2 separate regions of the Mus musculus genome follow, and region 1 is linked to region 2. Evidence: chromatin contacts called from public promoter capture Hi-C data. All regions are on one chromosome and are shown on one strand. Each heading gives the region's core, a stretch centred on a gene start, on an enhancer-like site or on the middle of the called end of the contact. The rest is flanking DNA. Distances are from core to core; before and after follow the strand shown.

What was found. Promoter capture Hi-C pulls out the DNA fragments that hold promoters and counts their contacts.
Region 1: a contact with region 2 is called in a promoter capture Hi-C map of cranial neural crest. The contact joins the enhancer-like site here to the promoter of Otx2 in region 2. A contact is called at or near these places in 4 of 39 promoter capture datasets (the 3T3-L1 cell line, cranial neural crest and liver) and 1 of 115 datasets of contacts at active chromatin or transcription factors (embryonic midbrain).

What each region holds. Positions count from the first base shown.
Region 1 is chr14:49,085,772-49,092,272 of GRCm38.p6, reverse strand. Ap5m1 (adaptor-related protein complex 5, mu 1 subunit) reads right to left here. Exons shown (of 8, transcript NM_144535.5): 8 at 4,550-6,028. The coding sequence ends at 5,946. Among named protein-coding and RNA genes, the nearest start is that of Exoc5, 22 kb to the right of the region's middle. Within about 2 kb of position 3,747, at least 13 of the 459 cell types and tissues checked have an H3K27ac peak or open chromatin away from gene starts, as enhancers often do.
Region 2 is chr14:48,665,379-48,672,840 of GRCm38.p6, reverse strand. It overlaps Otx2 (orthodenticle homeobox 2), which reads left to right and starts at 5,197. Exons shown (of 5, transcript NM_001286482.1): 1 at 5,197-5,413; 2 at 5,568-5,641. It overlaps Otx2os1 (orthodenticle homeobox 2 opposite strand 1), which reads right to left and starts at 3,553. Exons shown (of 5, transcript NR_029384.1): 1 at 3,445-3,553; 2 at 2,392-2,547.

The DNA.
Region 1 (6,501 bases), core at 2,498-4,997, 420 kb before region 2:
GCTATTCTCAAAGTATGTGAATAATTTCAGATATATTTAAATACTCCTCATATCTTCTTTCCATGAGGAGGTGTGTGCTACTGCAGCTCCAGCTTCTACAGTGAGAGATACAATTCTGCCAATTTCAAAAGTGGAAAATTCCTTGTATTAAACTCAATAATGAAAGGGACTTCATATTTTAATCACTGATAATTAATAGCTAACAATATAAATGGAATCACCTTTTTTGTTGAGATTTGAAATAAGCAGGTGATACTTTTAAAATAGGGAAAAACCAAGGTTTGAAATTATAGCCATTAATTATCTACTTATAGCCTGCAGAGGGCACTCAAGACCCTCGAAGAAAAGGTAAAAAATTTTTTTTCCACTTTTTATTTTTTTTAATTGGGTATTTATTTCATTTACATTTCCAATGCTATCCCAAAAGTCCCCCATAACCTCCCCCCAACTCCCCTACCCACCCACTCCCACTTCTTGGCCCTGGTGTTCCCCTGTACTGAGGCATATAAAGTTTGCACGACCAAAAAATTTGAAGGATTAACAATTTTTTTAAAAATCATTACCTTCATTACCAGTATTTATGAAAAACATTTTTCTTTTTGAAAAACTATTATCTAACAAAGGACATTTAAAGGAAACATACAGTTTTCAAAATTCTACTTCCTAATAGGGAACCCCCATCTTTCCATTCCTGGCATTCAGCACCTGTTCAGGCTGGAGCATCGTATACCAACACACACTGATGTCAATTACACAATGTCCAGGGGCTAAGAAAAATCAACCCAGCCCTCAGAGGGCCATGCTTCAGGGCTGGGAAGCTAGTGAATGCGGTATGCCACAGTCCTTCTCCAGGACACCCATGGACAATGTGCTACGCCAACGATGTGGGTGCTGAAGAGAAAGAAAGAAAGAAAGAAAGAAAGCCTGGTGGAAAGCCAGCAGCCCTTGAGGATTTTTAACCATTTTCTAAGACAAATCTCATGGTACTTTTAGCAATCTTCATTTTAATGAATCTCTCTATTATTATGAAATAACGATGTTTGCAGACGTATCTGAAGAGATGTCACAATATTTTTCTTCCCCTGAAACAATGCTGAAATGGCTCACAGGTAAACTCAGCTCAACAGGCATGGAATACACTTCAGGAGCACACAGATACCTATGCTGCATATATGCATATTCCATGAGGGCATATTTAAAATAGTGAATACTTTATTGCCTATTTATTACGTGGAGGAGTCAACTACTAAAACATAAGTTTCTTAGCAACATAACTATGGAATCTTGCCCTTTAACAGTATCTTCTACAGTTTTTCTCTGATTCCCCCAAAGTATCTGAAAACCTATCATTAAATTAGGACTACAGGAGGCTATTATGTCACAAATTTATGTATGCCTTTGAGTTATTTTTATTTATTTATTAATTACAAAATTGCAAAAGTTTGAGTAGAAAAAGCATAAGAAATCATTTAAACATTAGGTTTTATTGTAGATTGCTACTAGAATAATGAACAATTATATAACATCTTGTTTCTTTTTATTTATAAAGTGAATCATTAATAAAAACTTGATAATTAAAAACAAATTTTGTTACAAATAATTGTGTATATATTATGTATCTTTACATTTTATAGGTCATGAAGTATACTTGAATAAATCTTTGACATCTTGCAAAATAATATTAATAATCGTTTTTAAAAAGTGAATTCCTTGACAAACCGTATGAAACATGCCTGAATTTTCTTTCTTAAACTGCACAGACTACTTCCGAGTTTAAACATATGGGAGAAAAGGTAAAGCAAGAGGCAGAAACACTAACAGAATGATTAGCAAGTGGGAAAAGGAATGCAGTTATTACTTTAATGAGACTATGAGGCGCTACTTCTTCACGGAAAGTAAATCTAACAAGACTGTGTGCTGCATGCTTCCCTAACTGCAACTCTGTGCTATGCTATGCAGTGTATTTTCCAGTTCTGCTGGGGACGGCTGGGGAGATGAGGAGGCACTGCAGTCTCACGAAACCCAAGTGTTTTCTCAGCATAACTGTAGCCACTCCTTTGATTCTTGGGTTATCTGGGGGGCAGTAAACATGCACATGAAACAAAACACGAAGTTGTATTTGGAAGGTGGCCTTTGTTTTTTCTCTCTTCAAAGCCCATGATTCTTAATATCATTGTTAGGCAGAGCAAAGAAGAAATGTTTGTTCTTTTACGTAAGAAATAAACTTCATTTGGTATTCAATTGACTTTCTAACTTAGCAGACAAGACTTTACATCTTCAAAAACTGAGACTAAATTGCATTCTTGGCCCTTGCTTTAAAAGGTTATAGAGAATAGGCGCACAGGCTGGGAGTGCTCTAGTGATCTCCCTAATCTCGGCTGCACTTTGTCAGAACGAGCTAACTGGTGGTTAAGGGAAATACCCTAGATCAAAGGGGGATTAATCAGCGACCGAATCCTTGCTGAATCAACCTGTCATTCAAGAAAATTATTTCCACGGAACTTAGCAGAGGATTGAAGGTATTTGCATAACAGCAACCAACATACTTCAGCCAGGTTAAAAGGTTCAGGATTCATCCCATGTTTAGCTTTTTGGCTCCTTTTCCTTTCAGCAGCCTGGCACAATGGTCTCTAATCTGATGATACAGCTAACTATCTCAGGGGTGTCAGAACAGGGAAGTATTGCAAAGTTTGGATGAGGGATGGATCAATTTCACTTTCAGCAACTCCTAAATCTGATTTGTTGGAATTTAAGATGTAATCCTAAAAAGTCCCTTAAACCTGAGGACTGTTTATTAACATCCCTTTTTTGACCTTTGTCTTAGAGACAACTTCTGCGAGGGGGGCAGTCCATGCAGAGGTTTTGGGTGGGAGCCCCACCTATCTAATTCTCAGGGGTAATGTGAAAATCTATGAATGACTGTTAAGGTTTTAAAATATAGTAACAACAACAACAACAAAAATTGGCAATAGTTACTATGTGCAAAATTTCTGCTGTTAAACATAGCACAAGAAATCTAAGACCACAATATTTTAACAGGAGAAATACTGAGATGGCATGAAAGGAAGTGATTCTGAGATGGGCTAAGGTTTAAATAAAATTAAATGCTCCAAGGACATCGTCCAAGGAACCTATTTGCTTCCAAGTTGACAGGTTCCATTATTTAATCATATAAAACATCCCACTCTCTAGCTGCTAGTGTGTGCTTTAAAACACTGCTTACTAAAAACGTGGAGAACAGGCTTGACTCAAATCATGACCTAGCTTTTCTAGAGTTCATTCTAGGATGAACATTTTTTTAACCCTTTGGGTTGAGCAAGAATGATTACAACACTGATATCAGATTTCATAATCATATTTTGTCACTAAATGTGAATTTAGCACGATCGAATCTAGAGCAAGTCTGACAATGTCCAAATCTCTCACTGGAAGTCGACACTCATATTCACTGCACATGCAAAGCACCTTTCAAGTTAAAAAAAATGCAAAGAATAGCTATCAAAGAAAATGAATAAAATCCATAGTGAGATAATTTTTTAGAAAATGATTGAAGTTTTAACCAAAGAAAGGACTCTTAGAGTGTCTTATAGCTTAGAATAAGAACATGTCAATCACGATTAAGCTTCTGGAATCGGAATCCCTTTGAAATGCAGCTGTTTCTTCTTTAATTGTGGCAGTGGACTCTGAAGAAAAGAAAGGTCCAGCCGTAAAGATGAGTAAGGAATACAAAACAGCTCAGGATTAGCTGCGGAGTTCAAAGGTCGCTAATTACACTAAGGAGTTCCCAGACACAGGGAAAACATTAAACAGGTCACCTACCAAACCGGGAACACGCTTTGTCTTCAGAAATTATCCTGAAGTGACAGGTTTCTAGACAAAATCAGAAGCATCGGTGTGTCCAGCTGATCTCCATGGGATGGAAATGTGAGCTGGCTTTGAGTTCCCCAGTGCTGTGTTACAACGGAATGGCAACAGATGGCACTGGTTCCCTGTCACCCCAACGCTTTTCTAGTAACCCCTAGATTTTCCCCAGGTTTCTAGAAATGTCAAATTAGAGGTCACTGGTTTTTCTAATTTGTCTATGAAGAGTTTGCTTCAAGGATTACACATGGAATCTTTCCCTGCTCACTAGATAAATGTGTCTTATCTACCACAGTACAATTGGTTAAGCATTTGTACAATCAAAATTTCCAAACAGGTCCATTAATAAATTAAAGTGAAATGTTAAGTTTTGAGTTGAAGAGTGATAAAAAGCCTCTACAGAACAGTGTTTTCTCAGGAAAGATGTTTCCGTCCCTCCCTCCCTCTGGGTAGGTCAGGATAGCTAGCTCAGGTCCCCGGCAGGCAGCCCATCTCCTCCATTTCCTCAGGAGGACCATGAAAATAGAACTTAATTCTAGGATAATGTTTTGAAGGCAATAAGGGTCTAGAATGAGTAGGACTGACTCTACAAACTGTATTTCAAGTCCTAAGTTTATATATACTTCCCTTCAATGATGGCAACTCTACTTCTAAGAATCAGCAGCTTCTTCCAAGCTTTTTTTTTTTAGAAGACTCAAGGGGAAAAAAAAGACAAAAAGAAGCAGAACCCAGAATAAGTTTAATTAAAAAATATTATTCTACAATTCATATTTATTGTCTGGCTTCTAAATTTGGCATCAGTTAAGTTCCCAGGATCTTTAGATCTTTTTTTTTTTTTAAATAGTCACTTTAAGTTCAATTTGATGACAGTATGCTGCTCTAAAAAAAGAATATGTCATGTAATTGTAGAAATGAGAGAAGATAAGGAACTTGGCTAGACAGTTTTAAAGGAATCAAGAAAATGGTAAAAAGAAAACGACAGGGACAGACTTAAAGAGAAAAAAATTGCTATATTAAATAAGTCTAAATGATACCCACAGAAAGGCTTTTGGTTGTTTACCTGAGTTCATTCATTAACAGAGTTTATTTTATTTTTAAAAACTAAACAAACACTATAATACCTACAATTATTTTAAAGCCTTGTCTAAGGACACTAAAGAATCATAGATCATTATGCTCATCTTCTGAAGTTACTACAGTCTTAAGTCTACTGGCATCCTAAACACAGTTGTTCTGGCATATAACTGAATTTGTTACAGCAGCCTTTGATGGGTTAGGGTCACAGCTCAGCTGGGAGGGTGCTTGTCTGGCAGGCATGAAACCCTGAGTTCGAGTCCTAGAAGGGTACTGGACATGGTGGTATACCACTGTAATCCCAGCACTTAAGAGGGATCATCCTTAGCTACACAGTGAGACCCAGGCCAGCCTGGGCTTTATGAGACCCTGTCTCAGAAAGACAGGAGTTCTAGAACATCAAATAGGAATATGGAGGTTTATTGGCTAGCAGGAGAGATATGATAAAAACCAGGCTACTATTTGAACATTATCCCATTATTTCCCACTGGCTCTTTTGAAAGAAACAATTTGTGATTACTTTAACCAGACCATGGGTATTCTGCAACAGCACGCTCTTTGTACTGAGGCTTGGATAAGCACACAGTTTCCTTGTAAATCAATTACAGCCCATAGGATGGCTGACTGAACCTGCACTAGGAGAAGGCTGAGCTCTTACTCAAGGAAGGGACTCTGATTGCAGCACTGTTTCTCTCTCCATGGGACAGGAAGGGACGTGTGGTACAGAGACTAAAGACTAGTCTAAAGCGAAGCCACTCACAGCTTTTATATATCCTGAGTCATACTGGCATGAAATCAGAGCATCGTAACAATGACAAAAAGGGACATTAGCCTTGAAAATATTCTTTTACACTGAATCAGACTATAAATGTAAGATATGAATGTTTTCATAAAGAAACCACTCAGTAATTTTTCAGTCATGGGCTATGGGAAGACATGTAAAAAAATAAATACTATGATTCTATGATAGAATGTTACCATCATATAAATCCTTTTGAATATGAAAAACATCATGGTAACAATGATGCGTATGTTACTGGAGCAGGTGCTTTAGAATTCCAGATGTAATAATCAGAAGAAATTAGTTTCCGATCTACAAAAGGAAAAAGAAAAGAAATTAATGATAAAAGTGTTTAACCTTAGCAAAAACTCAGTAAGAGAACAAAGCCATTAGTTTTTTAATTTGTGAAGTGCAGTCATAACATGGTAATAACTTTGAAATATTAACACTTATTTTATTCTATTGAGGCTTTATTAAAACTTATACATATAAAAAATGAGCTCATAAATATTTGGGTAAACCACACTGAAACTTATATGAAATATCTCATTTATACCAAACATTTATTCTCCCTACATCTCTAGTTGTACTTCTAATGGACCATTACTTTAATGGTAAAAATTATTTCACTATTTCTTCTTGATTTTCTCTTTATGATCTCTACCAAGTCCCAAATTCTAGTCGAGGTATTCATTATTCAAATCAAAGAGTTAGAGACATGAATAACGTCCATCTCCCTCACAAGACTCTGAAGAGGTTGCCTTCCTGGCTTCTTATAGTTTGGC
Region 2 (7,462 bases), core at 3,948-6,447:
CAAATTCTCCACTGTTCTACAACCTTAAAAGGGGCAAAGTTGTAAACTCCAAGTTTTAACATGAACTGGACACTCACCTTCATGGATGCAAAGGTGCAAAAGTTTGGATCCATGGAAAATGAAAAGTGTGTGTCAGTCACTTACTAATCTCCAAGCTGGGGAACATGCAATGGAAAGGATCTATCAAGAGCTATGTGTTCTTAGTTGATTTTAAAAATTAGTTTGTTATTGTTATTATTATTATTATTATTGTTATTATTATTTTGCGTTGTGGAATAGTGTTTCGAATAAGTCTTTCCCTCATTCAATATGAAAACTCTGATAGGAGCCACATTGAGAATAGCATGTGAGGGGAAAAAAATACGCCAAAGAAATACACCAAATTCTTCGAAGTAGAAGGAAGTTCCTGTTAGCAGCAGGGTTTTCCTTTGGAAGACAGCATCAGTGGTTTCTTGCACACATGATCTTTTCCAGGTTTGGGGTGTTATGCCTTTTAAATATTGAACTTTTTTTTAATCAACTAGCTCCTTAAAATGATCTGCAAAGAGTGGGAAATTAGATTTTCGATTAAAACCTTATCCCATCTCGAAGGATTACTTTATATTGATTCTTAAATATGGCTACAATTGATGGGCTCTAATTAAAAATCCAAAGAAAACGTCTGCCATGCCTGTATGAAAGAAGCTTTTCATGTGCGGGAAATAAAGCTTTGTAAAAGGTTACAAATAAAAGATTAGAGTTTTATCCAAACTAGTTTAAAGCTTCACTGTGGTTCTCTTTTCTTCTTCTTCTTTTCCCCTTCCTTTCTTACAAAACCATTCCTGGGTCTTTTCCCCCCCGGTTTTAAATGAAGTTTGCAAACAGGAAAGATATTGGAGAGTAATGGTTGTTTTGCATCAGCTCTATAGCGCAGGACTGCTGCCCGCAGGAGAATTGATTTCAAGGAAACTTTAAGACCAGCAGAAATTTATGTAAACTGACTGCTACCATCCTCTACCAATCTATCCAATCTCTCTCTCTCTCTCTCTCTCTCTCTCTCTCTCTCTCTCTCTCTCTCTCTCCACACACACACACACACACACACACAATCTCCCACACTCACACACAAGCCTTAATTCTCCCTCTAACCTAACCTAACCCTGCCCTGTATACACCCTACCCTTGGTCTTCACACTCCCTGGGACAGGGACAGTCAAATAGCTCCAAGCTCATACTCAGCTCATAAATGTCTCACAGCTCACATCTCCCACTTGTCGCACAGTCTTAATCCGGTTCATTCCGGAACAACGTGCTACTACTCCTCTTTGCTTTTTTTTTTTTTTTTTTTCAATTTGGAATTTGCCTCCTGCTCTTTTATCAAGACAGCACAATCCTATCTTTGAAGTGATTTCATTTTCCTTCACCCTCTTTTCTGAAGCAGCTAAAATACAGGGACTGAGTGACCCACGCTTAACTCATAAGTGGTCTGCTTTGCACCCCCCACCCTGCCCACACTGCCTCAAATCCCACTAAGAAATGATTAGAATTAAGCTTGGCAAATTTCAAAATAAAGTCATTTCTTAAAAAAAAAACTAGTGAAGAATTACTTCTTTTTAATAGGTGATGATTCTCATGCAAAATGTGGTCACCCCCTCTTCCCCACACTGTCCACTGAATTGCTGAAAAGATTTGAAATTAATCTTCATATTTCGGAAGTTAGTGTCCAGGGAGTCTAACTACTCCCCCCACCAACCCCCACTGTGCTCTTGTGGGATATGGGTTTTCTTCTTTTTTTTTAATTAGCCTGGAAGACCCCAGGGATGGTTCTCCCCTCCCCCACCCACTCCCATAGTTAATAAACTTGGAGGAAACTTTGGAATATTTTAAACCAGCTTGGCATTTTGAATGGAGAAAAATCAGCCCAGTTAGTGATATACATAAATCCAGATTACAAAACATGGATATCAGCCATAATGTGGGAATCACATACAAGCCTTGACAAATAACTTGGTGCCTGTATGCTGCTACTTTCCCGAAGCTTCATATCTCATCAGCCTAGCAGAGTAATTGTACACACAGCCACTACGACCCACCCACTAGTTAATGAGAATTGTTGGGAAAAAAAAAAAAAACCACAATCAAGCTATCTTAAGTCAGTTTCATAGGAAATGTTTTTGTTTTCTAAATGGGAGAAAAGTTAAACTCTGGATAAAGGAAATACAATGAATGGCTAGGAAGAATATTGGAGGCTCAAGAACTTACTGAAAATCAAGAGATGTTTCCATCCAAGGAGTCTTTTTCTCCCATCAAGCTTCTAAGGGTTTCTGTGAAGCAGCCCACCCTCTCCACCCCCCTTCTCCCAAAGCCAGTGGCTTTTGTCCTGACCTAGAATAGGGTTTGTGGAAACCGTACCTGAGCCGGGGTGTCTGCAATTTCCAAATTGACAAGAAGAGACTGGAAGATAAAATGCATGTTCTTACAGGTGAAGAGCAATTTTGCAACTTTTCCAGGCGACACAGGAGAAAGCTTGCCTGCTACCAACTGCTGGAGAGTCTGGGCAGAATTCCTCTAGAAAGAAAAAAAAGAAAAGTCTTTTTTCCCTTCCCTCCCTTGTCTTCATCTCTGGCTCTGGCTCTCTTTCTCCTCCTATGTGCGTGTGCGTGTGTCTCTCTCTCTTTCAGATCCAATCTTTTGAGAGCTGCAGCACACTGCTAAGCTAAAGGGAAATTCTCTTTGATAAAGCAGTGTTTCCAGCTTCTGGGTTTTAAAACCTAAATCTATATTCAAATCTGGCTGAAGGTGTGTTCTGGGATTTATGAAAAGCCTCTTAAAGGGGTAAATTTACCAAACCGTGACAAAATCATCACGATCTTACTTTAGACATCTGAAGTGGATGAGAATTTTAAAGAGACCCTTGTTTATTTAACACTGTCCGTTTCCAACTGGTGGTTTATTGGCCCTGTATTTCCGCGAAGTTATTAGACTAGAGGGCAAAGGAGAAGCGGGGGGCTGTGTGCTGCCAGCCGCTGAAGGGGAAAGCCCTCCCACGCTGTATCTAACAGAAATCCTCCACTGTCTATAGCACTCCGGACTTTTCTGGGAGGTTTGGTTGCTCTGGGTTGTCTCAGGATGACACCCCAAACCTTTACCCGGGCCTTGAGAGGTTCCTAATGTCTCCGGACCCTACTGTAGATGTATCGCTTTCTCTCCGGATTTTTTCATTTACTTTGAGTGACTCACAAGCCCTCGCTCTATTTCGTTACCGCACCCCACCTCTACTGCCCCCAAGGCCTTGCTCCCCTACATCCACAATGGCCTTTTTCTCTTTTCTTTTCTTTTCTTTTCTTTTCTTTTCTTTTCTTTTCTTTTCTTTTCTTTTCTTTTCTTTTCTTTCTCGCCCTTTGATGCTTTCAACATCATTATGATCAAACCGGGGAGAACTCTTTTCTCGGGGTGGGAAACAACCTCTTTTTCAAGAGATTCGCGTGGATTTGCCTTTCCATCATACAAAGCACGATGGCTCGGACCAAGAGCCAGGACCTGCTTCCCACAGCCCGGGCCACGCGGGACAACTGCCTGGGACATTTGTTTACCTCTCCTAAATGAAAGGCCTTAGGGACAGTCGCCAGGTGTTTCTGCACAGTGGGGGCGGGGTAACAAGGAAAGATCCGTACTCACCCTCCCCCCTAGCCTAGGCCCCACAAAGTCGTGGCTCTGGGGAACGCGACAGCCAGGAGTTTCCTTAGGACTGGAACAGCTACGAAGGAGCCAGGAAGAACTGGGCAAGCCCGGAGGAGCTCGAGGGTTCGCGGAGCCTCCAGGACCCCAAGGCTCTTAGGACACACCTGCAAGTCTGCAGCGGCAGCGGAGTGCCCAGCCTTAGGCCGGAGCCGAGCCCAGCCGGGCTGCCGAGAACTTGCAGCCTCGTGCGCACTCCCGTAATTCGCTAATTGCTGTAAATCCCAAGGACGGCCACATTTGATTACACATACAGTATAAGAACCGACAACAAAGCGACGAATTAATTACCAACTTCATTAACATAGGTCCCCAAATTAAAGGCAACGAGCTGTTTCTTTGGGCCCACTAGCAGTGGTGGCGGTGACTGAGGTAGTGAGGGAGGGGTGGGTTTTTTCGTTTTGTTTTGTTTTTCCTTCTGCATTGGGAGTTGTGAGGGGAAAGCTATCCTCCCCCCCCCTCCCCCTCCCAGCCTCCATTCACACACTCAGCAGTAGCGTTTGCCCCTCACCTCCCCCCGCCCCGTCCCCTAATATTCTGTCCAGCGTGTTTCTGCTTTTCTAGAAAACTCTGATTCTTGTTTAAAAAAAAAAAAAAAAAAAAACCAGTCTGGACCAGAAGAAGTTGAGTTGGTTGACCCTGCAGCATCCCAGCTCCCGAGTTTCGGCCTCTGAGTAGGGCGCCTCCATCCCTAGTAACTCCCAGGCCTGAAGTACCAGGCGTTTGTTCTTAAGCACAAACTGTTTCTACTGGGGGCTTTTTGTCACCTCATACTCAGCTGGAGAGATTTGAGGTATCCCCTCCCTTGGCCGGAAATCTGCCTTGGCGGTAGATTTGGGAGCTCACGTTTTCTTTTGTATCTTGCTCTATGCTTATCAAATTGAAAAAACATGCCTGGAAAGCCAGAACTCCAGAGACCAAGGGTTATTCTAAGGGGTAAAAGAACAGCCAGTGAGGACGCTGGAGTTTTCAGACAGTCCATAGCTGCGTGACTCTCTGCCTACACTGCATGTTCACAGCTCAGTTCCACTCTTGTTCATCTTCACCCATTTTTCCCTCAGCGCCGTCTGGTCCTCTTCAAGAGAACATAGCCCTGTTTTTAAGCCTGTGCCTGGGTTTGAGTTCTGCCTCTGACCCACACATTCTTTGCTAGCGTTGGAAATCGAAAACGGGGTACTACCCCCTCCCTCCTTCCCCTAGCTTTGACTTAAATATTTTCCTGCTTTATGTTGTTTGGTATCCTTTCTCTAAAATAAAAACAAAAAAGAAAAGGAGGATAAGAAGGAGTATAAAGGAAGAAGAAAAGACCGAAGAGGGAGGCCTTCCTGTCCATCATTTTAATTATACAATTAGTTCACATGCTTGGGCCCATAATGTATATTTTAAGCGTAGCCCAGTGTTTTAAAGAACGTTCTGGTAGTGTCGGAGGCCTGGATTTGTTGCCTGCTCTTCCCCCCGTGCAGCAGCGGCCTGTTTTCCTCCCCCTGTTGTGTGTTTTTATTATTTTCCCTCTGGCTTAGATGTGTCAATCATTCTCTCCCTGCCATTGGTTGGAGAGTTTGCGTCAAAAAGTTGCCAGAGAGGCGCTTTCTCAGCAAATCTCCCTGAGAGCGGAACCTTCCTCAGCTCCAACTCAGCCTCCACTGTTACTAAAAAATAAAAATCGCTAGAGGAGCTCAGTCGCCACCTCTACTTTGTATGTATCGTAGACGGACACAAGCCTGTTTACAACTCTGGCCACTTCATTTTATGTTTTCTTTTAATTGTTTTTTTTTTCTGGTTATGTTTGACTTTTTATGGAAAGGTGAAGACTACAAGGTTTTTAACTGAATGCTCTTGATTTCTTTTAGGATAGCTGGCTATTTGGAATTTTGAAGGATAATTTGATTTTTTTTTCTTTTCTAACGTCCAATGCGGCTGTAAGGTAAGTGTCCGTCTGTCTTGTCTATAGCGATATCTTTGTGTTCCCCCAGTCCGCAGTGACCTCCGCTCCTCCAATGTGCAACTCTGCGGACGTGGAACTTCCTTGGGTGGGGGCGGGCGATGTATTTTATTTTTCTAATGAGAATTTTGAGACGAAATAATGACCATTAGGAAAAAATTTGACGATCTGTAGAAGAGGGAGGGAGTGGGAGGGAGCGAGAGCGCGTGCTCCTGGGGGTCGCTGCTACCGAAGAACGTCGCAGAAATCCTAGGAGTCTAATCTGGGAGTTGGGGAGGGGTTTTGTTCTTATGCCCACGCTATTCATGGCTTCTCCTCGCGAGCTTTGCATTTTGGCCCCTAGATTGAGCTGGAGTCCTTAGGTTTGGTTCCAAGGGCGTATTTTAGAATCCATGACAAAATAATGCTTGTGTAATGTACCTAGGTTGGTAAATTAAAACAAAGATAATAAGGTGGACGCTTCCGAAAGACGGAGCTCCCGAAGGCCGGCTCTCCATTATCGGCGGGGGCCTCGGGCTGCCTCTAGACTCCTCGGTTTGCAACGGGAGCCGAAATCGGAGCGGATAACCGAGGAGGCGACAGCGCTGGCGTCTTGTTACTCCCGCGCCGCCTCAGCTCCTGTTTCTCGTCCTCACTCCCCAAGCTTAATGCCCCTCTGCTCTCCGCCTCTTCTCAAAGCCGCTAGGGCTCTTGAATCTTTTACAACTCTCCTCCTCTCCATCCCTAGGGGTGCGGCTCCCCCAAGCCCCAGAACTGTACACTGAAAGTCGGGGCTTCTGGGCCAGATCGCCAGGCCGAGGCCGCTAGTTGGACAGGTTTTAAAGGCGACTGTGGCTAGTGTGGTTCAGGGCACGCGCGCCTCAGCCTCTGCGCGCAACTGGGACAGCCAGACCTGAGGGTGGGCGCCTGGATGCTCCTGGTCAGAGACCCCGGAGTCCCTCCCTAGGAAGGACTTCGAGTTCTTAGTTGTTTTGTGTCTGGGGTAGCATCGTGGCCCGTTAAGCACTTCTGTACTGCCTTTTCTGGCTTGGGGACAATGAAGTGTCGTAGGTCAAGGCTGACCTTATACGGAGGGGCTCGCCGAGGCCCAGCCCCTGCTCTCGGCCTGCCCCCAAAACGAACTATTAGAAGGTCCCCGCTGACACCCGGCCTGGGCGACGGTTCGCGCGGCAAACTCCGAAGAAGTGGCGGTGTTGATGCGTTCAAGGGACTATTGAAAGCCAGTGTCCGATTTCACTGGAAAATCTGAAAACCTTAGAGCCCCAAACCGATTTGGTCTTTTGGAGGGAGAAGGGTGTATGGAGAGAGAAAGAAGGCCCAGCCGCGTGGACCACTTTGGGTGGGGACCGAGAGGAGTTGCTCTTCCTTGGAAACTGTGCCCTCCATTCCAGAGCTTGGGGGGGGGGGGGTGTCAGGATTTCGTCTGTTCACCTCGGGACTTTTTCCGGCCACTGAAAGTTATTAGCACTAGAGTGGAGTTGGGCGCAAACTCCTCCCCCAGAGAAAGGTAGACACCCAGGCCTCTCCTTCCAGACCTAACACCGGGGCTTCTTCGAACTATAATTAATAGTCAAGAGCAACCCTTTGGCACATTTCTTTCTCCCTCCCTCGCGGGTGGTGATGTTGATTCCCCGAGGCCAGAAACTTTCACTCGAGTTGGCGGGCCTGGCGCCGGCTGTTTTCCAAATGCCCGCGTACCTCCTTCTTCCTTTCCCTCCGGCTCTCGGTCCTCTCCCCTGCCTCAGGCCGAGCCGCCAGTCAGCGAAGTTTTGTTTCCTTTCTATCATGCAGAAAATTAATCAG